Regions from separate parts of the Urocitellus parryii genome. Here regions 2, 3 and 4 are each linked to region 1. A link is a contact called in public Hi-C data. All regions are on one chromosome and are shown on one strand. The core of a region is the stretch at or near the end of the contact, and the rest is flanking DNA. Distances in the headings are between cores, read along the strand shown. Region 1 holds the start of Urod (uroporphyrinogen decarboxylase). Region 2 holds the start of Akr1a1 (aldo-keto reductase family 1 member A1). Region 3 holds the start of Mmachc (metabolism of cobalamin associated C). Region 4 holds the start of Hpdl (4-hydroxyphenylpyruvate dioxygenase like).

Region 1 (6,505 bases), core at 1,330-3,829:
GGATCTGAGACTACACATAGGGCCTTGCTGTGCCCACTAACCTTTCTTGGATGCACTTCTGCTGCCCTCCTGTGGTCACTTCAGTCCATGCATGACTTACCCTGAACACTCTACAGACCCACCAACCAATCCCAATCCTCACCATGGGCACAGGTGCCAGGCCTGCCTCCTGCAGCCTGGCTTTTACTCGCTTGGCCACATCACGGATATAGGGCAATGCAAATTTGTTGAAGAGCTGTGGGCCAAGATGCCCTGCATGGGACTCAAAGAGCTGTAATGCCTATAGTTACAGGGTGGTGAAGAAAAATAAGAAGGAAAAAAAAAAAGGAAATACCTCAGGTTCCATATACAGAATGTGCATCATTTTCCCAGGTGACTAAACCCTGATACTGCCTGAGCCTATAAACCCAGTTCCAGTCAAAAAGTTTGCCTTCTCCAGATCCCAATGCTAGCTTTGATCTTCACTCAAGAGTATTAAGCCCCCACCCTCACCCCAGGGTCAGGGTGGGCTTGTCTGCTCTAGCCAGATCAAGGCCAATATAAGATCCCTGCCCTCTCCAGTTCAGGAGACTATTGTTTTTTATTCTTATAGTCCAAACCCCAGCTTATCTGTCTCCCCCTCAGGACTCACCTGGGCACCAGCAGCTACTTGTCCTACTAGATATGGGACCAGAGCATCAGTGAGGATACGAAGCAGCTGGTGACTGGCCTGAGGTCTTTGGTAGAGCCAGCGCTTAGACTGAGCCATAGTACTTGAGCTGCCACCTTCAACCATGTATGTCATCAGGGTCCACTGCAGAAGGATCAAAGATGTCACAGTACAGAAGCCACACTGACACTTCCTTCCCTATCTACACCAGATATGCCAGAGTCATGCCCCAATCCCCTGCTTTTCCCATGTTACCGGGGCACCAGCAAAGCCAATCAGTGGCACACGCCCAGCCAGCTGTTGTCGGGTAAGTGTGATAGCTTGGAACACATAGCCCAGCTCAGAGGTCACTACTTCTGGATCACGTAGACGTTCTAGGTCCCGCTCTTCTCTTAATGGCTCTGGGAAGCTGGGTCCTTTGCCAGGTACCATGGTCACCTCCATGCCCAATGCCTGGAGGGGGATAAAACAACTGGATCCCAGCCAGGTGCAGCAAAGTATACCTGTAATTCCAAAGACTTGGGAGGCTGAGATAGGAGGATCACAAGTTCAAGGCCAGCCTCAGCAATTTAGTGAGGCTCTCAGCAGCTTATTGAGACCTTGTCTCAAAAAGTCTGTTCTGTTCAGCCCATACCAATAGGAAAGGAAATGGAGAATAAAACTCAGCTAAACTGATCTCTTTCAGTCTTAATTTTTCCCTCTATCCAGCTATGATATGTACTTATCTTGAATCTTGGCAGGACTAATAAGATTTCCAAGGAATCCTTTTCTTCCTTCCTTTCTTTCTTTTTTTTTTTTTTAACACATTTCAGAATCGGGTTTAAGTGGGTACCTGGGGTACAACAAGGATGTCGGAGAAGATGATGGCAGCATCCAGAGGGAACCGACGCAGTGGCTGTAGGGAATGGAAACGAGTTGCTAGGTGGCAAGCTGAGGGCATAAATACCTCCCTCTGTGGACCCCTCACCTGCAGAGTCAGTTCACAACAGGCCTCAGGAGAGCGACAGGTGCTGAAAAAGTCCTGGGTAGCCCTGGTTTCCCTAAATTCTGCCGAGAGAAGGAAGACAGACCTAAACTTTCAGGCCTCCAGAATCCTCCCCTGCCTCCCCAGTTATCTAGAATTCTGGGCCCTGACCCTGACCTGGTAAGTAGCGGCCTGCCTGCCGCATGCACCAAACAGGAGTGTAGTCTGTTTCCTCTCCCCAGGCTGCTCGAAGGAACGTGTCATTCTTCAGCTCCGGAAAATTCTGAGATCTAGTGATCAGATGGGGTTGGGGGAAGGAATCAATACGCTAAGCCGGTGGATGGTGAAAGCAAGGGTTCTTAAAGTCGATTCAATCGGGCACTGCTATCTACCTCCTCCAGACCAGCTAGCAAACTGTGGCTCCCCGCGCATTAGGCCTCCTCTCTGCCTATCAGGTGGTACAGACTCAAGGGCCCGCGCTGGGGCCGCTTTCCTACACGTACCCCCAGCTCTCCCAAGCTCTAAAAGCCCAGTAAGAATAGTTTTGAGGGAAATGGTCACTAGACTAATGAATCTCCAGGCTGGAAAATAGTCAAAAAAGGAGCAGAATAGATGGTCCCAGAATAGATATCCTAGTTAGAAGTTCTGGGGCATTCCCAAAGAGAATGTCTGGAGGACGCAGTCCATAAAACGGTCCCTGAAATGAAGGTCTCAGAAATCCCGTAGTTGGGAGCATTCGGGATCCCAGCGACTGGAGTCCACAATGGGAGAACTCCAGGAATATGAGGGTATAGGGACAGATAACTGACTTGGAAAACTCAGAAACCAAGTCTCGCTAGCCACCCCGCTTTGCGGAGAACTCACCCCAAACCGTTCGCTTCCATGGTAAACTCTCAGTAACTGCGCGCAGAATCAACACACACATGAATTTGAGCCGGCCCCCAGTCTAAGCTCCGCCCCTTCCTGAAGTAAACCAAGGGGTTCGCCATGTTGAAAACCACGTGATCGGACTCCACTGACAGCTCTAGGGCTGCCCTGGCTGCTGCCTGGAGGACCCCAATCACTTTCACCGTAAAGCCCATTGTAGCGACGCAACAATAAAAGCCCAAAAGAACTCCATTGAAATTACTTTTTCAGGTAGGGTGAGGAATTTGTTCTCCTGTGGTGACCTCTAAGGTTAGCGCGCTGAGCAACACAGCCCCTGCTTTTAAGAACAAACTGCTCTTCCAGTCTGATGGGGAAACGGAAATTGGCAGTCATATTAAATAGAAAATGATTGTAAATATCCTGGGATTAGGAGTTGCAATCGATCCGGAATGATTTAAGCCTCCTGTCAGTGGTCAGGGAAGGCACGATTCTCCCAATATGTTAATTACACCAGGCGCATGCCTGTAATTCCAGCGGCTCAGGAGGCTGAGGCAGGAAGATTGAGAGCTCAAAACCAGCCTCAGCAATTTAGTGAGGCACTTATCAACTTAGATCCTGTCTCTAAATAAAATATGTAAAAGGTCTGGGGATGTGGCTCAGTGGTTGAGCACCCCTGGGTTCAATCCTCAGTACAAAAAAAAAAAAAAAAACGGGAAAAAAAAGGAAGCTGCGTGGGGAGAAAGGCTATTGTAATGATACAGGATAGATAGGGCAGTGACTTGAAAGAGGGTAGGAGCATTGGAGATAAAATGATAGTAGCGATAGGAATGGAGAGAGGGAAATTGGTCAGGTAGAAACCACTAATCTTGGGTCTGGCTGGCTGGGTTCCTGGGAGGACACAGATGTACGTGTAATTGCATTGACCATCGGAGTACTCAGGATTATACAGCAAAAGTGTAGGATGCGCTTAGTCTAGAACATACGGCGAAGGTTGGCCGAAGGCGGAACAGGGCGTGGTGGGAAGCTCTGCTGTGGTCGCGGCTGGTACTCCCAGGGCAGAATTACTCCTAGTGTCCCTCAGCTAGTTCACCATGGCAGGCCCTGGCCCGGGCGCGGCGCTAGAGTCCCCAAGGCAGCTGCTCGGTCGCGTGCGCTTCTTGGCGGAGGCAGCACGGAGCCTCCGCGCCGGGCGACCGCTGCCGGCAGCGCTGGCTTTCGTGCCGCGAGAGGTGCTGTACAAGCTTTACAAGGACCCGGCAGGACCGTCGCGCGTGATGCTGCCGGTGTGGGAGGCAGAGGGCCTAGGGCTGCGTGTGGGTGCCTCGGGCCCAGCCCCTGGAACCGCCTCTGGGCCCCTTCGCGCAGCCCGTGACAGCATCGAACTTCGGCGCGGCGCCTGCGTGCGCACCACGGGCGAGGAGCTATGCAACGGCCATGGTCTCTGGGTAAAACTGACCAAGGTAAGCTCTGGCCTACCCGAGGCTCCTCAAAAGATCTCCGCGTCCGGAAACGACTCCGTTCCCCTTTCCTGCCCTATATTGAGCTGACACTGTATTCGGCGCCCTTTACCCTGGGCTGGGCAGGGCGAGCAGCTGAGCAGTTCCCTGATGGCTGTCCCCATCTGGCGGTCCCTGCAGGAGCAGCTGGCGGAACACCTGGGTGACTGCGGACTGGACGAAGGCTGGCTGCTGGTATGCCGCCCAGCGGAGGGCGGGGCCCGCCTTGTACCCATCGACACTCCTGACCACCTCCAGCGGCAGCAGCAGCTCTTTGGCGTGGACTACCGACCAGTGCTCAGGTCCTGCACTTGAAGGGGCAGGGCTTGCTATCGGATATCGGGCAATGAGGGACTGGCACCACCAACACATCCAGGGTGGGGATTGGCGGGGGAGGATTTTGAAATGGAGGTAGCATTAAGAGCAGAAAGGAACAGGACCTGAGGGAGTTGGCATAGAGCTTATGGAGGCAAGGAGCTAGAGCTCTGGAGAAGGTTCCAGATCCTTCTGGAGATATCCTGCTGTCCACTCATGCCTTCTCACCCACCCACCCTCAACTGTGTACCCACAGATGGGAACAGGTGGTGGACCTGACATACTCACATCGCCTCGGATCAAGGCCTCAACCAGCGGAGGCATACACAGAAGCTGTACAAAGGCTACTGTGAGTGAGATGTACCAGATGGGGAGGAGGGAGCTCCAAGTCTGGGCCCAGCCTAATTAGGGGCTTGGGGTTGCTTAGCTATGTGCCCCCAACATGGACCTACGAGTGCGACGAGGACCTGATCCACTTCTTGTATGACCACCTGGGCAAGGAGGATGAGAACCTGGGTAGCGTGAAGCAGTATGTGGAGAGCATAGACGTGTCCTCCTACACGGTGGGTGCTGGGACTCCTCCCTCTTGAGGCAAAATACAGTCGCATCCCTCAAGGTTAGATCCAGATTTCCCACCTCCAAACCAGGGCCACACTCAGTCCAGCTCCCCATCTTGGAAGTCCTATAGGAACCCCTAGACTCCCTCCTACCTTACCCTAATCACACCTTTACCCCATATCAGTTGCCCTTTTATCCCATCTTCACTATGCTTTCTGTCTTCTGCTCCCTGTCCCAAAGCAGAAGTGAGGGTAACAGCTGACCCCACCACTCTGTCTCTCCTTAGGAGGAATTCAATGTGTCCTGCCTGACGGACAGCAATGCAGATACTTACTGGGAGAGTGATGGGTCCCAGTGCCAGCACTGGGTACGGCTTACTATGAAGAAGGGCACCATTGTCAAGTGAGTAGGCTCTGAGCAGACCTGGGTTGGGTGACTCATGTACCTGTGGGTGCATAGAGACTCAGTGCACACTCTGACCCCGTAGGAAGCTGCTACTCACAGTGGATACCACAGATGACAACTTTATGCCTAAGCGAGTGGTAGTCTATGGGGGCGAAGGGGACAACCTGAAGAAGTTGAGTGACGTGAGCATTGACGAGTGAGCAGGCCAGCCTGGGGTAGGAGGTGGGATGTGATCTTAGCAATGGGACCTGGTCCAGCTTGGATGCTTAAACTTGGGTGGGATCCCAGCAATCCCTAAAGGCCTGAGGCATGGACTGTCTGAAGTGCCTCACACCCATCTCCTCAGGACCCTAATTGGGGATGTCTGCGTCTTGGAGGACATGACAGTCCACTTGCCAATCATCGAGATCCGCATTGTGGAGTGCCGAGGTGGGTCTAAAGACTATAAGAGAAAGGAACTGGGGAACAATATTGACCAAATTATATCATTATATCATGTATATGTACAAATATGTTACAAATCCCACTATTACGTATAATTATAATGCACCAATTTTTTTTAATGTGTAAAAAAAAAAAAGGAAAAGAAGCCCCTGGGTGTAGATGTGGGCAAGCTGACAGTGTGGAGAGAAAGGGATGGGCCTGGAAGATGAAGAGGGATGAGATGATGGCTGGACTAACTCCAGGATTTGAAGGTGTGGGGCCAGAGCCAAGTGAGAGGTGTCATATAAACCTATGGCCTTAAAACCATAGGAGTGGTTGGACTCACCTAGAAGAGAATTTGAGACATTCAAGCATGCCAGCATTATAGAGGTGCTAGCGAAGAACCAGGTGATAGAATAGGATCCCTAAGGTTCCAAGTCATAGGATGACAAAAGGCTGAGCATTAAGGAGCCATTCCCTGATCTCAGGGCCAAGAAGGCAGCAAGTTCAGTAAATGACCTCACTCTGATCCCTTGCCCAGATGATGGCATCGATGTTCGTCTTCGAGGGGTCAAGATCAAGTCATCAAGACAGCGGGAACTAGGGTTGAATGCAGACCTCTTCCAGCCAGCCAGTCTGGTGCGATATCCACGCCTAGAAGGCACTGATCCAGAAGTACTGTACCGTAGAGCTGTCCTCCTGCAGAGGTGACTGGTCCTGGGCCTGCAGGCCATTCCCTTCCCCCTTCCTTCAGCTTTGTGTGTCTGTGTGGATCAGGCCTCAGTGTAAGCTGTTCTGCGCTAAAAGTCAGAGCAGCTCCTGACCCTA
Region 2 (6,505 bases), core at 1,915-4,414, 480 kb before region 1:
TTATAAATCTACAATTACCTTAAAGTCTGCTTAAAAATAAAAAATAAGAAAAAGTTGGGATAGGAGTAAAGCTGAATGTTAGAGTACTTGCCTAGCAGGTGAGAGGCCCTGGATTCATTCTCCAAATTTGCAAACAAAAAAGCTATGTACAGAAAGTATTTGCAGTTCTTTTGAGGCATTTCTAAGTATTATCAGGTTATGGCTTTGATAGGTAGTTGAGGAGGGAAGCACATCTTTTCTACTTCTAAAGAAACCAGCTTGGGGCTGGGGATGTGGCTCAAGCAGTAATGTGTTCGCCTGGCATGCGCTGGGCGCCAGGTTCGATCCTCAGCACCACATAAAGATGTTGTGTCCACCCAAAACTGAAAAATAAATATTAAAAAATTCTCTCTCAGGGCTGGGGATGTGGCTCAAGTGGTAGCACGCTTGCCTGGCATGTGCGCGGCCCGGGTTCAATCCTCAGCACCACATACAAACAAAGATGTTGTGTCCGCCGAAAACTAAAAAATAAATATTAAAATTCTCTCTCTCGCTCTCTTAAAAAAAATAAATGTATATTTCCTTTGGTTACTAATGTGGTTAAACATTTAAAAAAAAAAAAAACTCTCTTTCTCTCTCTTTAAAAAAAAAAAAATCTATAAATATAAAGAAGCCAGCTTGGAAAACTACCTTAAATATGTAAGGTTAGCCCAGATTTGTTCTGCTTGGTTGGGTTAAAAGAATCCTGTTAATACCTGTAAATATAAAAAGAGATAATAGGGCTAGGGATATAGCTCAGTTGGTAGAGTGCTTGGCTCATATGAACAAGGCCCTGGGTTCTAATCCCCAGCACCACACACACACACACACACACAAAGACAGATAATAAGTGTTCTAAAATATAATATTAAAAAAATAGTGTACAGAAATCTACATACCCTTTTACCCAGGTTGTTTTTTGTTTTTTTATTTTTATTAGACTGCAATATACCATATGCATTTTATTTCTTTTCTTTTTTGCAGTGCTGGGGATCAAACTCAGGGCCTCAAGCATGCAGGCAAGGCCTTTGCACTGAGCTGTATCTCCAGTCCCAAAGATTTATTATTATTTTTTTTAAGATGGGAGTCTTACTATGTTGCCCAGGGCAGTCTACAACTGATGAACTTAAGTTGATCCTCCCACCCCAGCCTTCCATGTAGCTGGGTACTGCTTCATATACGTGTTAATGTCTATAAAAAGAAAAATTTAAAAATATATACTTTTGAGTGAGAATGTAGCTCAGTGGTAGAGCTGTTACCTAGAATGTACAAGGCCCTGAGTCAATTCCTAGTACCCCACCCAAATTATAATATGTTTGTGTATACTTCCTAAATCTTTCTCTAGTCCATCCACATCTATCTCCATTCCCACTGACCTAACCCTGATCACCATCATCCCTTACCTAATCCAGGTATTTCTCTGCTTCCAGCGTGGCCCCTTAACCACAACCCATTCACCAAATCCAACCAAGTGACTCCCAGACTCAAACTCTTCAGCAGTTCTCCCCTTCCCCCAGGGATAAAGTTCAGACTTCTTCAAAACCTGGGTCCCACCAGGAATGGTGGCACATGCCCTAATCCCAGCAACTCTGGAGGCTCAGGCAGGAGGATCTCAAGTCTGAGGCCAGCCTCAACAACTAAGCAACTTAGTAACTCAAAAAATTAAGGGCTGGGGGTGTGGCTCAGGGGCAAAGTACCTCTGAGTTAAATATCCAGTAACCCCCCAAAAAGGAAAGAAAGAAACCTGGCTCCTACCTTCCTAATTTCTCTACCTCTTCATTTCAGCCTCTGTAAAATCAGCATCATCTACCTGACTCCAGGCCTCTGCACATTTTCCTTTCCTAAACCTCACCCTGGCTAACTATTGCTCATCCTTTAGCTAGCACTTTAATTTCTGGCTCCTCCCAGAAATTCACTAATCACTTGAACATATCGTTGCTTTTGTGTGTGTGCATATAGCAGCATCTTTTAGATTTTAGATTACAGAATGGTTTCCCCCACAACCCTGAGTCGTCTGTCCACCCTTACTACACAAATAGAGGCTAATGGGAGACAATGGAATTTGGTTAGGAGTGGGGCATTTAAAGAAGTCACTATCTCCCTCACCTTCTTTTCTTCTTGAGAAACCTATAAAGAATCATCTTTGGAGAATATTAAAGTATTTTACTTATTTATTTTTTTATTTTTTGATACTGGGGATGGAAACCAGGGCCTCGCGCATGCACCTTACCACTATCATGGAGAAAAAAAAAAAAAAAAAACAGGCCTGATGGCATGATAAGACTTTTCTGCAGAGGTCCTGCAACCTTGAGTATGGGTAGTCTGAACGCAAAAGTTAATTAATAATAGGCCCATCCTGTGATGGGTCAGATCCGATTCTAACTTTAACAGGGCTCCGGAGAAACAGAACATGTTCCAGCTATCCCAGACACAAGGCGAGGGCTTAAGTAAGGGAGTTCCCCGTTCCCCTTCCCACCACTTCAAAGAAAGCATCCCTGCGTCTCCGCAGGAATGCAAGAGCACCTGAAAAAACCTTGTAGGTGAATAACAAAAAGAAGATGGCAACTAAATTTTTCATGTGCTGGACGCTTTCAAAATTTTTTTTCTCAATTCTCTCGATATGCTGATATGCCTACTCATTTTGCCGCCGAGGTAACAGAAGTTCAGAGAAACGGGGGTTATTCCAGATCTCAGAGAATAAGAGGAACTCAAATCCGAAACTAAACCTCATGGCTCCCCACTCAATCCCGGGAGCGGGCCCGAGGTCCTGAAGGATCGAGACTACCTCCTCCGGAAGAAGGATGGGCCAACAGCAGGAGAAACTCACCTTGGCGCAAGCACACAGTGTGAACACAACAGCGTGGCCTGAGCTCGGTGCTGCACCCCTCTAGGGACCCGAAGGCCTCGGCTTAAGTCTGCAGTGAAAAGGAAGCTCCGCCCAGAGGGAGGGGCAGAGGCCGGGCAGCCCGGATCACGCGCAAAGTGGATCCGCCCTCCACTTCCCGGGGAAGTTGCTGAGGAGGATGGAGGCCAGAGCTGGGAAGCTGTACGTGTCCTGTACTGGGTGCTGGAAGTCTGACTGGCAGGAACTCGGACTCTCCCTCCACCGCGAGGGTTTGGGAAGCAACACGCTCAGTGTTGCCTGCGCTCCGGCCACGTGGGCGGTCCTGGGGGCCGGCCGTGCCTCTGGCTGGCCCACAGTGCACCGCGGGCCTCTTCTCTTGGCGGCCCGGCCCTGGCCCCCCTCGGCAGGATTGGCCTGGCAGTATTCCCAGAGTTCAGCAAATTTGACCCTGTTATTAGTTCAGGCAAACTGAGGCCCGGAGCAGCTACACCACAAAGGTTGACCAGAATGCCACACCGCATACTCTCTCCTGATCTCTCCTCTCTCTCCCTTTTTTTTTTTTTATAGTTGTAGGCGGATAATCATGCCTTTATTTTATTTATTTTTATATGCTGTTGAGGATAGAACACAGTGCTTCATATGTGCTAGGCAAGCTGTCTACCACTGAGCTACAGCCCCAGCCCCTTAACTCTTTAAGCGTTAACCCTGGCACTTTATCTGCCAGGCACTGTGCTAAAGACAGGAAGTATGATTCTGCTGAATCCTCAAAACAACTTGATACAGGAATTCTTTTTTTTTTTTTTTTTTAAGACTGTTATCCAAGTCGGCTTCACACGTAAGTTGGCTTCACACTTCTGGCTCAGTGATCCTTCTGCCCCAGCCACCCAAGTTAACTGGAACTACCAACATATGCCACAGCCCCTAGCTTATTTTTACTTTGTATAAGCCTTTTAATATTGTAGTATAGCATATATACAGACAAATTGCATAAATCTAAAATGCATATAGCTCTGATAGTTTGCAATGTTACTACAGTCCAGATGAAGTTACAGATGTCACCTACCAGTAGCCTGTGAGGAAAAGTGTGAATGATTCATTTCACAAATTAAACTAAGCAAGGTTAAAATTGTTTCTAACTTGCCCATATTCACACAGCTATTAAATTACAGATTAGAGGCTTTGTTCCTTTGGTCTGAGAGGTGTCTTGTATTTAGGTTTTATTATGTGGCAAGGGTGGGCAATAGGAAGTGTTGTCCAAGTGAAGCGTTTTTTTGTTATTCCTTGTTTCCCCCTCTCCCACCCCTACTCCCTGGGTGCCTCTCCATTTCTCCAGACCAGTTATTCCCCAACAGTACCAGACATTCAACTTATCACAACTATCCTAATACATAAATTCCTACTTGTGGTAACAGAATTCAGGATCCCCTAAATACATCTTACCCCAGAAAACTTTCCCTCAAGAGACATATACCATGTACACTGTTTTCTGCAAATGATGGTGGATTTTTCCCCCTGCTAGTTTTTTTAAACTTCCCACTCACCCTAGTCTAACTTCTTAAAAGTCTGAGGTGCAATACATAGTGACCTTGCTGTCTGATGAGTTGCTGAGTCATTGCTGTAACCTAGCCTCCTCCTTCCTCAACTCTGGGGCTTCTGCTCTTGATTCTTGGTACAGGAATTGTTACAGGCAAAGTGCAACCTATTCCTTCTCCATCAGTTTGGTTTTTTTTGTTTGTTTGTTTTGATTTTTTTGTTTGTTTTTTGGTTGTTTCATTTTCTTTTGTTTGTTTTTTGGACAAATTGAAGGTGTATTGTTTTTTAAAACTCATCTGCTTTCGAACACATCACTTCTTTCATAGTCATCCTCCCATTTTACAAGATCCGCCCCTCAGCCAGTGACCTGTGTTGCTCCAGTGTAAAAATCTTGAGGCTACTAAAAAAGTCATATGGGGTGCTACACACCTGTGATGTCAGCTACTCAAGAGACTGAATCAGGAGGATTGCAAGTTCAAGGCCAGCCTTGGGAGTTTAGAAAGACTCTAAGCAATTTGGCAAAACCCTGTCTCAAAATAAAAATTAAAAGGCTGGAGAGGTAGCTTAATGGTAGAGCACCCTGGATTCAATTACAGGATTGCAGTCATGTACCACCATGCCCAGCTTACTATTTATTTTGAAACAGGGTTTTGCTAAATTTCCATGGACAGTGACACTTCCCTATAATCTCAGCTACTCAGGAGGCTGAGGCAGGAGGATTTCAAGATGGAGGCCAGCCCGGGTAACTTAATGAGACCCTGTCTCAAAACAAATTTTGTTCATTTGTTCATTTATTGGTACCAGGGATTGAACCCAGGGGACTTAACCACTGAGCCACATCTCTAGCCCTTTTTTATTTTTTAATTAGAGACAGGATCTCCCTAAATTTCGAGGGCCTTGCTAAATTGCTGAGGCAGGCTTTGAACTTGCAGTCCTCCTCTATGTACCCTCCCTTCCCTTTGGTACTGCAAGTTCTCCTTTAGCCTTCCAAAAACTCACATTTTCTTTGGTTAGACATAATAAATTTTTTGTTGCTTGAAACAAAAGAACTTTAAGAAACACAAAGGAACTGCATTCATGTAATCCCAGTAACTTGGAGCACCAGGCAGGATCACAAATCCAAGGCCAGTATCAACAATTTATCAAGACCCTTAGCAACTTAGTGAGAACCTGTCTCAAAATGAAAAGTAAAAAAAGACTGGGAATATGATACAGTGGTAAACTACCCCAATGCCACAAAACATACCTTCCCCACACACAAAGGAATGAAAATAAAATCAGATGCTTCAGAAAAAAAGAGTAAGTGTAGTGGCACCCCTCCTCCACAGAAAATCTTAACTAAGCTTCTCCAGAAGTCTTCACCATAATTTATTTTAGGACTATCAATAAAAAAGTCTCTACAATGGGCTGGGGATGTGGCTCAAGCAGTAGTTCGCTCACCTGGCATGTGCGCGGCGCTGGGTTCGATCCTCAGCACCACATACAAATAAAGATGTTGTGTCCACCAAAAACTAAACAATAAATATTTTTTAAAAAGTTTTTTTAAGGGGCTGGGGATGTGGCTCAAGAGGTAGCACGCTCGCCTGGCATGCGAGCGGCCCGGGTTCGATCCTCAGCACCACATACCAACAAAGATGTTGTGTCCGCCAATAGCTAATAAATAAATAAATATTAAAAAAAAAAAAAAAAAAAAAAAAAAAAGTTTTTTTAAGGGCTGGGGATGTGGCTCAAGCGGTAGCGCGCTCGCCTGGTATGCGTGCGGCCCGGGTTCGATTCTCAGCACCACATACAAACAAAGATGTTGTGTCCGCCGAAAACTAAAAAATAAATATTAAAAAAATTCTCTCTCTCTCTCCCTCTCTCACTCTCTCTTATAAAAAAATTTTTTTTTTAAAAAAGTCTCTACAAGAGTTCAATATAGGTAAACTTTCTATTTTCCTGTTGCTCTGTTACTTGGCCACTGGCCTGGAAGAAATCAGCACTCCAGGAGCTGGACGCCCTCTTTACTTGTTTTTCACAAACATATTTCCAGTATAGTAGTTTGTAAAAGTGTGTTTGCAAATGCAAAATGTGATTAAAAAAAAAAAAAAAAAAAGATCCTTTAAGAAC
Region 3 (6,505 bases), core at 2,445-4,944, 430 kb before region 1:
CTCTTATGAAGAGTATGAGTACGAGGAAGAGCTCCCTTAGGCTAAGGCTCAGTCAACTTCCCAGTCTTAAGAGACAAGTTTTAAAAACAGACCAGATTTTCTGCTCTGAAACATGCCCAGGTAAACTAGAAAATCATAGGGCTGGCCCATGAGCCAGGACATAGCTGCTTTGTGTCAAGGAAGGCAGAGGAATATGGAACTGGATAAGGATATGAGGGCCTTGCCATTTTCTTTCACACTTGCTCTCTGACCTGAGTTCCCCATGGGTCAGCTTCCACATCTTGGCGTTGGTAGTAATAAGCAGCTCCTGCCACATGGGCTGCTGTCTGGGCCAGAATCTTAGGGCGCCGGTTGGGGTATACCTCGTAGTCAGCAATGACTTCCATCTGCAGCTCTGGGAGGCTCTGGGACAGAATTAAGAGGCTCCTGTCAGCATGAGGGGAGTTGTGATTTTATCCCAGGGGAATTTGTGTGTTAACACCGTCCTGTCCATGTCTAGAAAAGAAAATGAACTTAACATGGGAGGCTCCAAAGTTAGGAAAGTTACAGTTACAGTTCTTTCCAAACAGGCATATATATATATATATATATATATATACACACACATAAGAAATGTACAAGGACTTGCTCAGAAAGTCTCCATTGTGAGGAGTGATTTAGCATTGTGCTTCAGAATATCAGAGTAGGGAGATCTACTATGTGTACAAATGTATGTGTATGTGAAAGTTTATGGGGCTGGGGATGTGGATCAAACAGTGGCGCGCTTGCCTGGTATGCGCGGGGCGCTGGGTTTGATCCTCAGCACCACATAAAAAGAAACTAAAGATATTGTGTACACCGAAAACTAAAAAATAAAAAATTCATTCTCTCTCTTAAAAAAAAAAAAAGTTTATGGCGGGGATATATTCTGTCTTCAGAAGGCCCCCAAAACTGCATAAAGCATAAAGGTCAAAGGCAGACAAGAAATGGAGGATGTTGGGCTTATCCTTATTCCACATAGAGGCTAAGCCTGGACTGAGGTTCATATAGTTATCCCCCAATGCAGGGTGAATGGACAGACTTCAGACTGGGGGTCTGCTAAAGGAAGGTGGTAAAACCTGGATATGAAAAGGAGAGATCATAGAATGTCAAGGCTGGTTTTAGGATATCATTTCACATGTGAGGTGGATCCTAGCCCTAGGTTCAGATCCTGTGCTAAGTTTGGAGAAAGTGGGAGCAAGGGTAAGTTTGGGAGCTGGGGTGAAAGTTGACATTTGCTCACCTGTCTAACACGTCTCAGGTGGTAGGCCACACATTGATCCACAGGGTCAGTTAGTGATTGGAGATGGTGGCTCTGCAAGAAGGGCTTGAGGGCCTGGTCAAACATGGCTGGTGTGCTGAGTACCAAGAAGGCCAGTGTAGGTCCTGGCAGGGGCAGGTGGAAGGCTGGAGGCAGGAGTTCATTGTACCATGCCACCTAAAACAGAGAAAGTTCAGGCCAAGCTGGCCAGCTGACTAACCTTAGCCAGCCCTTACCTCACCAGGTATTTAAAGCCTTATACATTTTGCTCCATCCTCCAACTCCTTCAATAAATTTTCACTGATGCTGTGTAATTATACATTACATTGTATAGGCATCTCATGTGACTTTGACAGGGACTTATTTATTTGGTACTGGGGATTGAACGCAGGGATGCTTAACCCCTGAGCTATACCCCCAGTCCTTAAAATTAATTAAATACCAGGGATTTAACCCAGGGATGCTTAACCACTAAGCTACAATTTCAGCCCTTTTTATTTTTTGAGACTGGGTCTTGCTAAGTTGCTTAGGTACTTGTTAAATTGCTGAGGCTGGCCTAGAACTTGAGATCCTCCTACCTCAGCATTCCAAATTGCAGGGATTACAGGTGTGCACCACAGTGCCTAGTTAAAGAAGGTAAAGAAGGTCACAACTGTAACAGAGGATGGTTATGATTGAAGAGTAAAATGACATCAGTTTTAGTGAGATCTGGCTGCAATGTAGAGGCAAGATGACAGCAAGAAGGCTATTAAGAGTAATCCAAATAAGAAATGGTGGCTTGGACTATAGCATAGATCAGTGGAATGGAAAACAACGGACTTGGGAGACTCAGGAGATGAAGGAATTGGTGGTTGATTGGATGTTGGGGTGACAAGGTGAGCAACAGCTTAGGTTGGTTGTCAGGCCTACAGCTGGCTCTGTTCAGTACAATATTCCCCACTACCCAGGTCTACCTGGTTTGCTAGAGCATTCTTACTGTGCCCCCACACATGCCATCCATCACTACACTACCTCCATGCTTTTACACAAGTTTGTATATTAGATGTACACAATTCTCCTTCCTTCCAATATATCTGTTCATATATAGCTCTTTTTTTTTTTTTTTTTCCTTGCAGTACCTATGATTGAGCCCAGGGCCTTATGCATGGTAGGCAAGTGCTCTTCACTGAGCTATATCCCCAGCCCTCAATTTCATTTTTTAAAATTATTTAATATTTATTTTTCAGTTTTTGGCGGACACAACATGGTTGTTTGTATGTGGTGCTGAGGATCGAACCCGGGCCCCACGCATGCCAGGCGAGCGCGCTACCACTTGAGCCACATCCCCAGCCCCTCTCAATTTCATTTTTTTCTGGCCAATCCTTTCTCAAGACAGACCCAACCTATTTTTTTCTGTCTCTATATATCTTTCCCTCAACACTGTTGTGGACCTCTCAGTGGAATTAGTGGGAAGTAAGTTACCTCTTAAGCATCAGGCAAATGGCTCAAGCAGAGTTACCTTATGTATCTTTAACATTGTGACTTAAGCAAGCTCAATGCACCAAGCACTAATGTGAGGAAAATGGACTTATATGTAGCTCCATGTGGTGACAGATGCCTGTAATCCCAGCAACTCAGAAGACCAAGACAGAAGGATCACAAATTCAAGGCCAGGTTGGGAAAATTAGACCATGTGTCAAAACAAGAATGTAAAAAAGTCTGGGGATGTAGCTCAGTGGTAGAATGCCCCTGGGTTCAATCTCCAGGATCGATCTATCTATCTGTATTATATAAAAATATATAATATATAAATAAAATAAATAAAGGAAAAAGAAAACACTTATGTAAAATGTGGGGGAAGGGAAGGCGGGGGTGAGAGACATCTGTGCCAGGCGAATGCACATAATTTCTATATCCAGCACCAATGGTTAGTAGCATCATGAATTATCCTTCTGTTGGAAGACAGAACAAAACAGCCTATTGTTTCTTGTTCAACACCAGGGAATGCCTTTCCCTCCTTGGCTGATCTAAATTATAATCATGCAAACCTTCCATGCCATGTTCTTTCCTAACTCCTTTAGGAAGCTTCTAAGGAGATTCCAGACCCACGGGTACATGTTTTCTCTTGTTAATTATGGTTACAGAATCCCATCCTTCAGTCCGGCATTATATCGGGGTAAAAGGACAAACGTGTGACACACTGTCCCAGACGTCAGATGGACACCGGGCAGGAGGAACTTGGGGAGGATAAGAAGGTTCTAGGGCCTCACGCCGACTCCACCAAGGCCAATCTTACACTTCTTCCTAGAACCGCAGGAGGGATAAACCAACCTGGAAGGGGTAAACCTCGAAGCCAAAAGGACACAACGTGTCCTCAATCTTCTGCTTCAGTTCTGCGACATGAGGCTCCATAGCGCACGCTACACGCTGAGCTTGCTGGGGAATGGAGTCTAAAGAATAATTGTGCCGTTAAGGTTCAAGGTAGCTTGGACTTCATTTCCCAGGAGCTACTGGGACCAGTAGCGGCAGAATTGTATGCATCTCGGGATGCGTAGTTCGTTTGGTCCTTGGAGCATACCGCTTCAGAGTCTGAAAAACTCGATGTCCCGACAAGCTTCACATTGGGGCGTGAACGCGCTTGTCTTTCACGGAAACGTAATTCGGCCGCTTAGGTAGCTAGTTGGCTAGAGGCGTGGTGCAGCGGCGCCCATTCTGAAGCCAAACATTCTCCGCCTACTGGAGGGTTTGAATCTAGCAGCGGCAACAGTCTCTGACAGGTTTGGCGTGATGGCTTCAGGGTCCTGGAGCTGGAACCTGGATTTCGACCTAGATTTGAAGCCTTCTACTCCCACTTGATATCTGTGTATCAGGGTATTCCGTTTCCCGAGAACGCTGCTTTCTTGCCAAGAGCCATACTCTTGGTCTGATATTGCCTCCCTATCCTTAGTATTGCATATTCACTCTCCTCCTTCCATCTAACGGTGTTGCCTTTCCTGGGCTGTTCCTCGGGTATCCCCTGCTGGAAGAGCAAGGGCAAGAGTGGTCTGGGAACCAGACCCCAGTCACTGGAAATGAGTAGGAGCCTGAGCTGGTCTGACCAGATTGATATGCTTTTGCGTGCAACTGATGGGCATGTGGCCCGCATTAAGGTAAGATGGCACCAGAGGCTCCAATTGTTGTTCTTCTTCTTTCTTCTTGTTCTTTTGGGAGGCGGGGGTGTCAGATTAGACTACACCAAATTCATTGGCCTGTACAACTCTTTCTTTTGTAGCAGAGGCTGTATCCCCTTGGGGTCTCCACCTCAGGTAAGTATTGCCCCTTTCATTCATCAGCCTTTTCTCTTTCAAGATCTTCCTTCTTCCAGTGCCTGTACCATCACTATTTCTTCCAAATTCCAACTCTTTGCTTTTCTGAACTCTCTTATCCCACAAAGATTCTGTCCTTGTCCCTTATTCCCTTGCCAGGGGACCTGGCTGGATCCTGGATTTCCTCTCATCACTTGTCTCCGCAGTCAGAAGACCAAGCTCAACAGCCTTGGGCTCTAGAGACCCCCACTGTCCCAGAGAGTCTAAACTGGGCTGAGACCTATAGCCCAACCTCTCTCTGGAATGAAGTTACTATTCTCCGATTGGAGGTTCAATCTCAGGCTCAGGTGAGTCTTGGAATCCTAGGTGTGTATATGTGGTGTTTGTGTGGGAAAGTTTTTTATGCAGTAGTTAATGTGCTTTTCTGCCTGGGTAGGTAACTAAGGCACTAAGGAAGACTGTTCAGAGATTGCTGGAAGAGCAAGAGCAACAGATGTCCAAGATCAGTGCTCTGGAAGGTATCAGTTCAATTCTTCATATACACAGATATTTTTTTCCCCCCAGCACTGGGGATTGGACCCAGGGCCCCTTGCTATGTTAGGCAAGGACTCTTACCACTGAGCTAAACTCCCAGCTCCCCATACACACTGCTGTATATGTGTGCACATGATTTTGCTGCATACCTATTGTTTGTGCACATGTGTCATGATTTGCAAGAAGAGTCTAGACCTGTGTGAACCTCTCAGAGGAGCTAACCCTCAATTTGTACCACAATAGCATCACTAAGGTTGCTGCAGGGGGGCCCAGAAGGTCGAGTTCTTCTCCTGGAACAACACCTGGAGGGACTGAGAAGGGAACTGCAAAGCCTTCGGAATCAGGTATGGGAGCAGGCCCAAGCCCAAGTCCAAATGAAAAAAATACCAGGAAACTACAGTTCTACCAGTGGCTTTCACCATGAGCTCCAAACTGAGTAAGTGATAGGCCTCACTTTCTTGAGTCCTCTGAACTCTTGGTATTCCAGGAGGCTTATTGCCTCCTCGCTCTGTTGGTTGACTGTAGAATGACTGCCATTACTTCTGTAGGCAGCAAATACTGTGGAAAGAGTCAGAGATTTTGCGAGAGGAACTGAAGTTGCTTCGGAACCAGCTGAGTAAGTAAAAAAATTGTGGGTATAAGTTCCCTTGTCTCCCTTTTTGGAATGCCTTTTTTTCTCCCAGTAAGTGATCAAGCTCTACCTGTTTGACCTATTAAGAAATCTGACACTGGGTGCGGTGGCACCCACCTGTAACCCCAGCAGCTTGGGAAGCTGAGACAGGAGGATTGTGAGTTCAAAGCCAGCCTCAGCAACGGTGAGGTGCTGAGCAACTCAGTGAGACCCTGTCTCTAAATAAAATACAAAATAGGGCTGGGGATGTGGCTCAGAGGTCTAGTGCCCCTGAGTTCAATCCCTGGTACCAAAAAAAAAAAAAAGAAAGAAAGAAAGAGAGAGAGAGAGAGAGGGAGGGAGGGGAGAGAGAGAGAGAGAAAGAGAGAGAGGGAGGGGAGAGAGAGAGAGAGAGAGAGAGAGTGAGAGAGAGAGAGAGAGAGAGAGAGAGAGAGAGAGAGAGAGAGAGAGAGAGAAAGATAGATGGATGCCGAAATATTTTGTTGTGTTCATTGCCTATCATGGCGTGAGTTTTGTCTATTCAGTCAGCTTGGAAGCTTCTAACATCTAGACCAGAATGCTTTTTGTCTTAGTTTTCAGTACCAGTTTGGTCATAAGACAGCCAAGGAGAAGGAAAAAATTGGAGACTACCCCCTTAAATTCTCTTTCATCTTCAGGCCAGCACCAGGAGCTGCTGCTGAAGCAGATGACTGAGGGGCAGCAGGCTCAAACCCACAGCTGGAAGGTTGAACCAATATTAGACCTATCTCCACATATTTCCCTGTGGAGGCCCCATCT
Region 4 (6,505 bases), core at 2,039-4,538, 280 kb before region 1:
GTTGGGTACAGGGTGGGGGGACAAGAGCAAAGTAATGAGGGCAAAACAGTGTGAAATGTTTGTGCAAAGGTAGGGCATTATGCAGGCTGCAATGCCCAAGGAGCCATGAACGTTTGGTTAGCTGGAGAAGTTGGCAGAGCCTGCCCAGGTAAGCCAAGGCATAAAAACCAAGCTGCCAAATCATTTAAGGTGGAAGAGAGGAGCCAAATTCGTACCTCAGGAAGATTTCCTCAGGCTGCTTTTTGTAGAGTTAGGCAGATAAGATATTTGGAGGCAGCTCTACATATCAGGATAGAACCTGAGCTAGATTGATAAAGAGGAGATACTGGAAAGAATTCCATGATGTCCTCTCCTCAGTACCTCCCTCTTTTGGCTTCTACACAGGGTTCCAAAAGGTCTCAATTGTCTTCTCCAACCAGCCAGAAAAAGCCCAGCCGGAAAAAGCCCAACCGGGGCCAGCAAGTCCTGGATAGTTTCTTTTGGCCTCATATCCCCACTGACACACCCAGCCTCAACAGTGCAGCCCAGTGATGCCTCTGAAAGTCCCTATCCCTGAGAGTCCTATTGTTTAATAAAGTGCTTATTTTTTTTTTTATTTTTTGGGGTACTAGGGATTGAACTGAGGGGCACTCAATCACTAAGTCACATCCCCAGCCTTATTTTGTAGTTTATTTAGAGACAGGGTCTCACTGGGTTCTGGAGCAGCCCAGAACCCTTGGGGGTACCCGCAGAGGCCTAACTCAGATACCTGGATGCTGGGAGCAAAGTAGCACAATCAACAGGGAGGAGTAGAGAAAGGAGTCAGCAGCTGAGGCCTGACCCATAACTGGCTGCTCTCCCTCTCAGGTCTACTGGCAGGACTATGGGAGTTCCTATCTGTGACCTTGGAGCATTCAGGGCAGCTGGCTATTGCTGAAGCTGGCTTTGAACCTGTGATCATCCTGTCTCAGCCTCCCAAGCTGCTGGGATTACAGGCATGTGCCACTGCGTCCAGCTAAAGTGCTTATTTTTGTAGTCATTTTGGAAAAGTTGCATCCTCTCCCTAGCCCCTTTACTCCACACCTCTGAGGGACCCAGGAAGTATTGGGTCCTGATTCCCACTGGTTGAGCTTCCATACAGCTTTAGGCAGAGGGAGGAGGGTGTGTTCTGTCCACATAATCTGTTCTCCTTTCCCCAGGAAGTGATGGCTGCTGCAGGGAGCACCTGCCAAGAGTTGACACCCAACACTTTCTAGGTCTCAGGTCAGCTTGATTGGAGCAGTGGTATTATCCTAAGCAGGTGGTTGGGCTTAACCCTGAACCAGCCTGTCTCTACCTACATGGGTTGCTCCCTAGGGAGAAGGGAAGCACAGAAGAATTTGTCTTAATTACCTACCTCAAATACTAAGTCATTTATTTAGGGATGCATTTCACATATAGTGAAAATTCAGAAATGCAAAGGGTTAAAAAAAATCACAAATTTGGGGCAGAGAGGGAAATATGATCATAGGGGAACACAAAGGGGTGGGAGTGTAGCTCAGTAATAGAGCATGTTCCTCGCATGTGCAAGGTCCTAGGTTCAATCCCCATCTTGCAAAAAATAAATTAGTCCTACTCACATTAAAAAAAAAAAAAAGAACACAAAGGCTTGTATTAGTTATGTCTGTGACCTAATCATGTAATTTTTTTTATTGTTCTTTGTATCTTGTGAATGTATTAGATATTAAATTGTAAGAAATGTTTTATACTTAAACAAACAAAAAACAACACTTCTTGGAGCCCAGTGAGAGACTTAACTGCTGGCAGGTACTAAGGAGAAGCAGGGCACACCTGGCCTCTGAGGGTATTGCATTTCAATAGCTGGGCCTCCTCTGGGTGTGTCTCAGGCTACAAGAAAGTGGCTGCATCTAGCTCTGGCTGTCCTCAGGCTTTCTGGCTCCTGGCAGCTTCCTCTTGTATGGATTGCCACAGTGCTCGAATGTTGTCCTGGCCAAACCCTGTGGCCCCTTGCCTCTGAATCAGCTCCAAGAAGAAGGTATCCTCAGCAAAGAGGGACTTGGTAAAGACCTGAAGCAGAAACTTGCCTTTATCTCCATCTAGCAGTATTCCTTGTCGGGCCAGAACGCCAGGTATGAGCCCTGCAGCTAGGATCTGTTTTTCTTTGCCTGGCTGCTGGTAGTATGCTTCGGGAGGTGTCAGGAGGCGGCCTCCGGCCAAAGCCATACCCTCACTGGCCTCCATGATGTTCGGCGTATACAGTCCTACGTGCTGCAGGCCCGGCCCCCTGTGCCGAACCAGAAATTGCTCCACCTGGTCCTGTCTATAGGTAGCCCCCGGCAGAGACTCGGCCAGCACAAGGGTGGGGACAATGCTGCCGGGTGGAGTCTGCAGGGCCATGAGCCGCAGCCCCCCATTCCCCGACTCCGCTACCACTTCGAGGCCCAGCTCGGGATCCTCCCCTGGGTTCAACGGCAAGTGGTAAAAGCCCAGGCAGTCCTGGAACCAGCGCCTAAGTGTTGGGGAGCTGCCGGGTGTGCAAGCCAAGGTCAAGTGGTCCACGTGGCTGACCCAACCTGCATCGGGCTTGGAGGGCACCGGTCGGAAGCCCGGTAGGAAGGGCCCGTGATAGCCGGCACGCTCCAGCAACGTCAGGCTGAGGTTGCCAGCCGGTGAGCTGACCACAGCGTAGGTGGCGGAGCCCTGAGCATCCCGAACGTTAACTGGGGGCACCGGCACACGACAGCCCCGGGACGCCAGCACTTGGGCAGCGGTGCTCGCATCGTCCACATCGAAACACAAGTTCGTGGCGCTGGGCACAGCATGATGTGGGTCTAGACCGTACAGCGGCTCCCCGGGCCCCGCACCCTCATTCACCAAAAAGACGGCGTCTCCGCTGCGTAGGGCCAGTTGCCGCCAGCCACCTGCCTCCCGCGCCGCCAGGGGCTGGAAGCCAAAGAGGCACTGCAGATCCCGGGCTAGGGGCTGCCCGGCCGCCACTTGGAAGGCGATGTGACACAGGCGGCGGGCGTGCACGGCCATTACGCGCCTCGTGGCCAGCCGGGCGGTTCTTCTTCTAAGGCAGCTCCCTTGTCGTTCGGAACTCCAAGACTTTTGGTCCCAAGTTGGTTGTCCGGAGCCGGTTGGAAACTGGTGGAGTCCAGTTCTTCCCAGAGATCGTGTTCCTCGCTCTTTTCTAGGGAAGAAATGTAAAATTTAAGCCGGGTGGCCTTGGAAGCTCGGTTCACCTTACAGTGCCATCCAAAGTGGATCTACCTGGGGATCACCCGCCGGGCAAGGACGAGTAGTAAGGCCACGAGGAACCAGTACTGGGCGGAGCGCGACCGAAAGAGGGCCTATGACTCCGCCTTTGACACGCCTTCCTCCAGATCTGTCGCCTAGGATACAGTGGGGACACTGAGCTGCTCCTTCCCAGGGCCTCTGGCGGGGTCACACTCTTGGGCCTGGAGGCTCCTTCCTGGGTCCAGGAAATCACAATAGTCACCTTCATTTAATGCCAGGAACTGGATTCACACTCTACCCGTGACCTCAAAGCAAAGGACACAGCCCTTGTTGGTGAAGGATCCTGAATCCTTCCTTCACAAACAAGTGATTTCTTAGCAGTTTCATGCTTTTCTTCACAATTCAGGGGTTATCCTTTAAGTTCTTCTTCTTTTTTTTTTTTTTTTTTAAGAGAGAGAGAGAGAATATGAATCTTTTTTGTAGATGGACACAACACAATGCCTTTATTTTTATGTAGTGCTAAGAATTGAACCCCCACCCCCTAGGCCAGCGCTCTACTGCTGAGCCACAATCCCAGCCTGAAGTTCTTTTTTTAATATTAAAATGTTTAGAAGATTTTCATTCCCCTAAACAGTCCAGAAAAATTGATATAAAAAGATGGACCACCAATATGCCATCTACATGTCTCAGCTACATTTATCTCTCCAAGCCTACTTCTCTCAACATCTTTTGCTCCCTTGTCCCAAGAATTGTAGGGAGGGGGACCCTTTGTTGTTGTTGTTGTTTATTTTGTTGTTCCTGAAAAGAACAGCTGCACCCCACCCTGTCAGGACTAGAAATCAAGTCCTCTTTGCTCTTTGAAGCTTCCTAACTGGCCTTGAGCCAATGCTTTGGGGGTGAGTGGGGGTTCTAGCCTTGAGACCCAGGATTATGTGAGATCAGTGAAAGGAGGAAATTAAAAATCTGGTACTCAACTGGATGACCCTTTAAGGGTTAAGGAAGGGCATTCAAGAAGGGCAAAAGGCATAAGCAAAAAGCTCAGTGAGTATTAAGCTAAACTCGGGAGAAATAGCACTGGGGAGGCATTTGGTATGGACACTAATACAGTGATGAGTCCTGCTTCCCCACATGTTGAAGTTCGAACATTAAAGAAGCATGCCGAGGCAAGCATATGAAGCAGGGTTTATTTAAAAAGGGGTAACATAGACTTCTCCTGTGAGGGAGAATGGGACCATAGCTGGTATCCTGGTATCCCAAGAAGCAAGGTATTCTGCCCTTTTTATATGTCCTAGACTTCCTTTGTTCTCCTGCTTTCCCCCCTTATCTTTCTCCTTCCAGTGGAGGAGACTAGGCCCAAGAATGCTCGGTGGGAAGGCCAAAAGGTGGGAAATAGGTGGGCTGAAGGGGGAAGGGCAGGGGGGGTGTAGACAAGGACACATTAACCTTATAGCTCCCTGTAGGGTGGGGAAATTCCTGGGACAGGTTACCTTGGCAACAAGTTGGAGCAGGGGCAGGTTCTTGATAAGATCCCTCAGGAGACAGTCTCCAACTTCCCAGACTTGCTCACAATTGGCCTCCTAGATCCTACCTGACTCGATTTACCTATCTACACTGACTGCCTAATTCTAGCTACAACACCAAGGTTTGAGGCATTGCAAGAGATTCAGGAAGCCTTCTCTGTAGGGATTCACTGGCAATAAGAAAAAGGCAGAGTGCTCGCCTATCATGTGTGAGGCACTGGCTTCAATCCTCAGCACCACATAAAAATAAAGATATTGTGTCCACCTATAACTAAAAAAAACTTTTTTTTTTAAAGGAGGAGGCTATCATAAGGGAACAGGGCTTAGAAAAATAGGCCTGGATGGGTGTTCAAAACTGTAGACAGGAGGAGAGTACCTGGAAGCTGGTCAATGCTGCTTAAAGGCACTGGGTGTTATTCTGCAGACCACTGAATGTGAGAACATGAATTCCACAGACAAACTTGAGTTTAAAATTCACCCCTAGCACTTATTACCAAGACTTTTGGTGAGTTGTTTAACTTCTCTGAGCCTTAGTTTCCTCATCTGCAAAAATGGAGATAATAGGGCTGGGGATGTGGCTGAAGCCGTAGCACGCTCGCCTGGCATACACTGGGTTCGATCCTCAGCACCACATTCAAATAAAATAAAGATGTTGTGTCCACAGAAAACTAAAAAATATCAAAAAATTCTCTCTCTCTTAAAAAAAAATGGAGATAATAATGTCACAGGAGGGGCTGGGGATGTGGCTCAAGCAGTAGCGTGCTCATCTGGCATGCCTGAGGCCAGGGGTTCAATCCTCAGCACCACATACAAACAAAGATGTTGTGTCCACTGAAAACGAAAATAAATAAATATCTCTCAAAATAAATAAAAGGCACTTATTTAAAAAAATAAATAAAAAATAATGTCACAGGAGAATACATCTCTGAAGAGGGTTCCAAGGAGTTACCAGTGAGAAGAGGGAAATTGACCCAGAATCAGGAGGGTTCTTGACATACTTGACAGAAAATATTTTGGGCACTGTGGGTCAGAGGCATAGACAGATTTATTTAGGAAAGCAGATACATATTCAAGGGAGAATGAGGGCTATTTCCAGAGGCAGAGACAACAACCTGTTGGCATAGGGTGTTAATGTTTATAGAGGGCTGGAGCTAGGGGCTGGTCTATAAGTGGAAGTAGAGTTACACAATTTTGTGCCAGTTTTCCCTGTGCTTCCTCATTATCCTCTTTTCACCAGGGAATGGTTCAAGGGCATTGGCCAAAGGTGTACAGCTCAGGGGTAGAAGTTTATCAAGGCTGAAGTTCTGCATTTCAATGGTTTATGGGAACTTCCATTGAGATTCATTTTCTCCCTTTATTTCCAGATTCCTATCTCAATAGTAACTACCACATCAGGTAGTCATGAAATGAGGTAGAGTAAGTGTTCAGTAAATAGTAGCAGTTGCTACTGTGATTATTGTATTGTTTTATTTTCTCTCATTATACAATGTCATGGCACTTCCCAGAGGGTATTATATATTCTGCTAGAGGTAAGGGGGCAGGCACTTCACTGTCAAAGCCCAAGCTGCTTAATCAGAGTAGCTCAATAAATGGCCCAGAGAAAGCTTTGGCTCATTCCAAGGATTCCTAGGTAGCATTAACTCTCTTCACCCTCATCTCCAAAGGACTTCTTAGCCCCAGGCACTGTGGAAAGTATAGGGACTACCTTAGGGAAAGAGTGCCCTATCTCCTGCCTGGCCCCATTTTATTGATTATTTAATACATGA

Evidence for each region. A called contact is a pair of places that touch in the nucleus more often than the background predicts.
Region 2: a contact with region 1 is called in a Hi-C map of muscle, with 3 times the contacts expected there. The contact joins the promoter of Akr1a1 here to the promoter of Urod in region 1. A contact is called at or near these places in 2 of 2 Hi-C or Micro-C datasets (liver and muscle).
Region 3: a Hi-C map of muscle shows a contact between it and region 1, with 4 times the contacts expected there. The contact joins the promoter of Mmachc here to the promoter of Urod in region 1. A contact is called at or near these places in 2 of 2 Hi-C or Micro-C datasets (liver and muscle).
Region 4: a Hi-C map of muscle shows a contact between it and region 1, with 6 times the contacts expected there. The contact joins the promoter of Hpdl here to the promoter of Urod in region 1. A contact is called at or near these places in 2 of 2 Hi-C or Micro-C datasets (liver and muscle).

The regions. Positions count from the first base shown.
Region 1 is chr11:29,271,791-29,278,295 of mUroPar1.hap1, reverse strand. Urod (uroporphyrinogen decarboxylase) reads right to left here and starts at 2,579. Exons shown (of 10, transcript XM_026397753.2): 1 at 2,478-2,579; 2 at 1,791-1,903; 3 at 1,617-1,696; 4 at 1,482-1,544; 5 at 905-1,102; 6 at 632-793; 7 at 143-280. The coding sequence starts at 2,497. Hectd3 (HECT domain E3 ubiquitin protein ligase 3) reads left to right here and starts at 3,245. Exons shown (of 21, transcript XM_026397795.2): 1 at 3,245-3,940; 2 at 4,118-4,278; 3 at 4,548-4,640; 4 at 4,719-4,854; 5 at 5,136-5,251; 6 at 5,337-5,450; 7 at 5,601-5,683; 8 at 6,219-6,384. The coding sequence starts at 3,572.
Region 2 is chr11:29,749,204-29,755,708 of mUroPar1.hap1, reverse strand. It overlaps Akr1a1 (aldo-keto reductase family 1 member A1), which reads right to left and starts at 3,164. Exons shown (of 9, transcript XM_026397805.2): 1 at 2,846-3,164.
Region 3 is chr11:29,704,942-29,711,446 of mUroPar1.hap1, reverse strand. Mmachc (metabolism of cobalamin associated C) reads right to left here and starts at 3,694. Exons shown (of 4, transcript XM_026397757.2): 1 at 3,590-3,694; 2 at 1,262-1,456; 3 at 252-404. The coding sequence starts at 3,670. It overlaps Ccdc163 (CCDC163 homolog), which reads left to right and starts at 4,201. Exons shown (of 10, transcript XM_026397809.2): 1 at 4,201-4,407; 2 at 4,530-4,563; 3 at 4,723-4,910; 4 at 5,000-5,081; 5 at 5,341-5,533; 6 at 5,646-5,713; 7 at 6,385-6,452. The coding sequence starts at 4,330.
Region 4 is chr11:29,549,234-29,555,738 of mUroPar1.hap1, reverse strand. It overlaps Hpdl (4-hydroxyphenylpyruvate dioxygenase like), which reads right to left and starts at 3,288. Exons shown (of 2, transcript XM_026397796.2): 1 at 3,253-3,288; 2 at 1,649-3,172. The coding sequence starts at 3,018. The coding sequence ends at 1,903. Mutyh (mutY DNA glycosylase) reads left to right here. Exons shown (of 16, transcript XM_026397786.2): 16 at 385-557. The coding sequence ends at 531.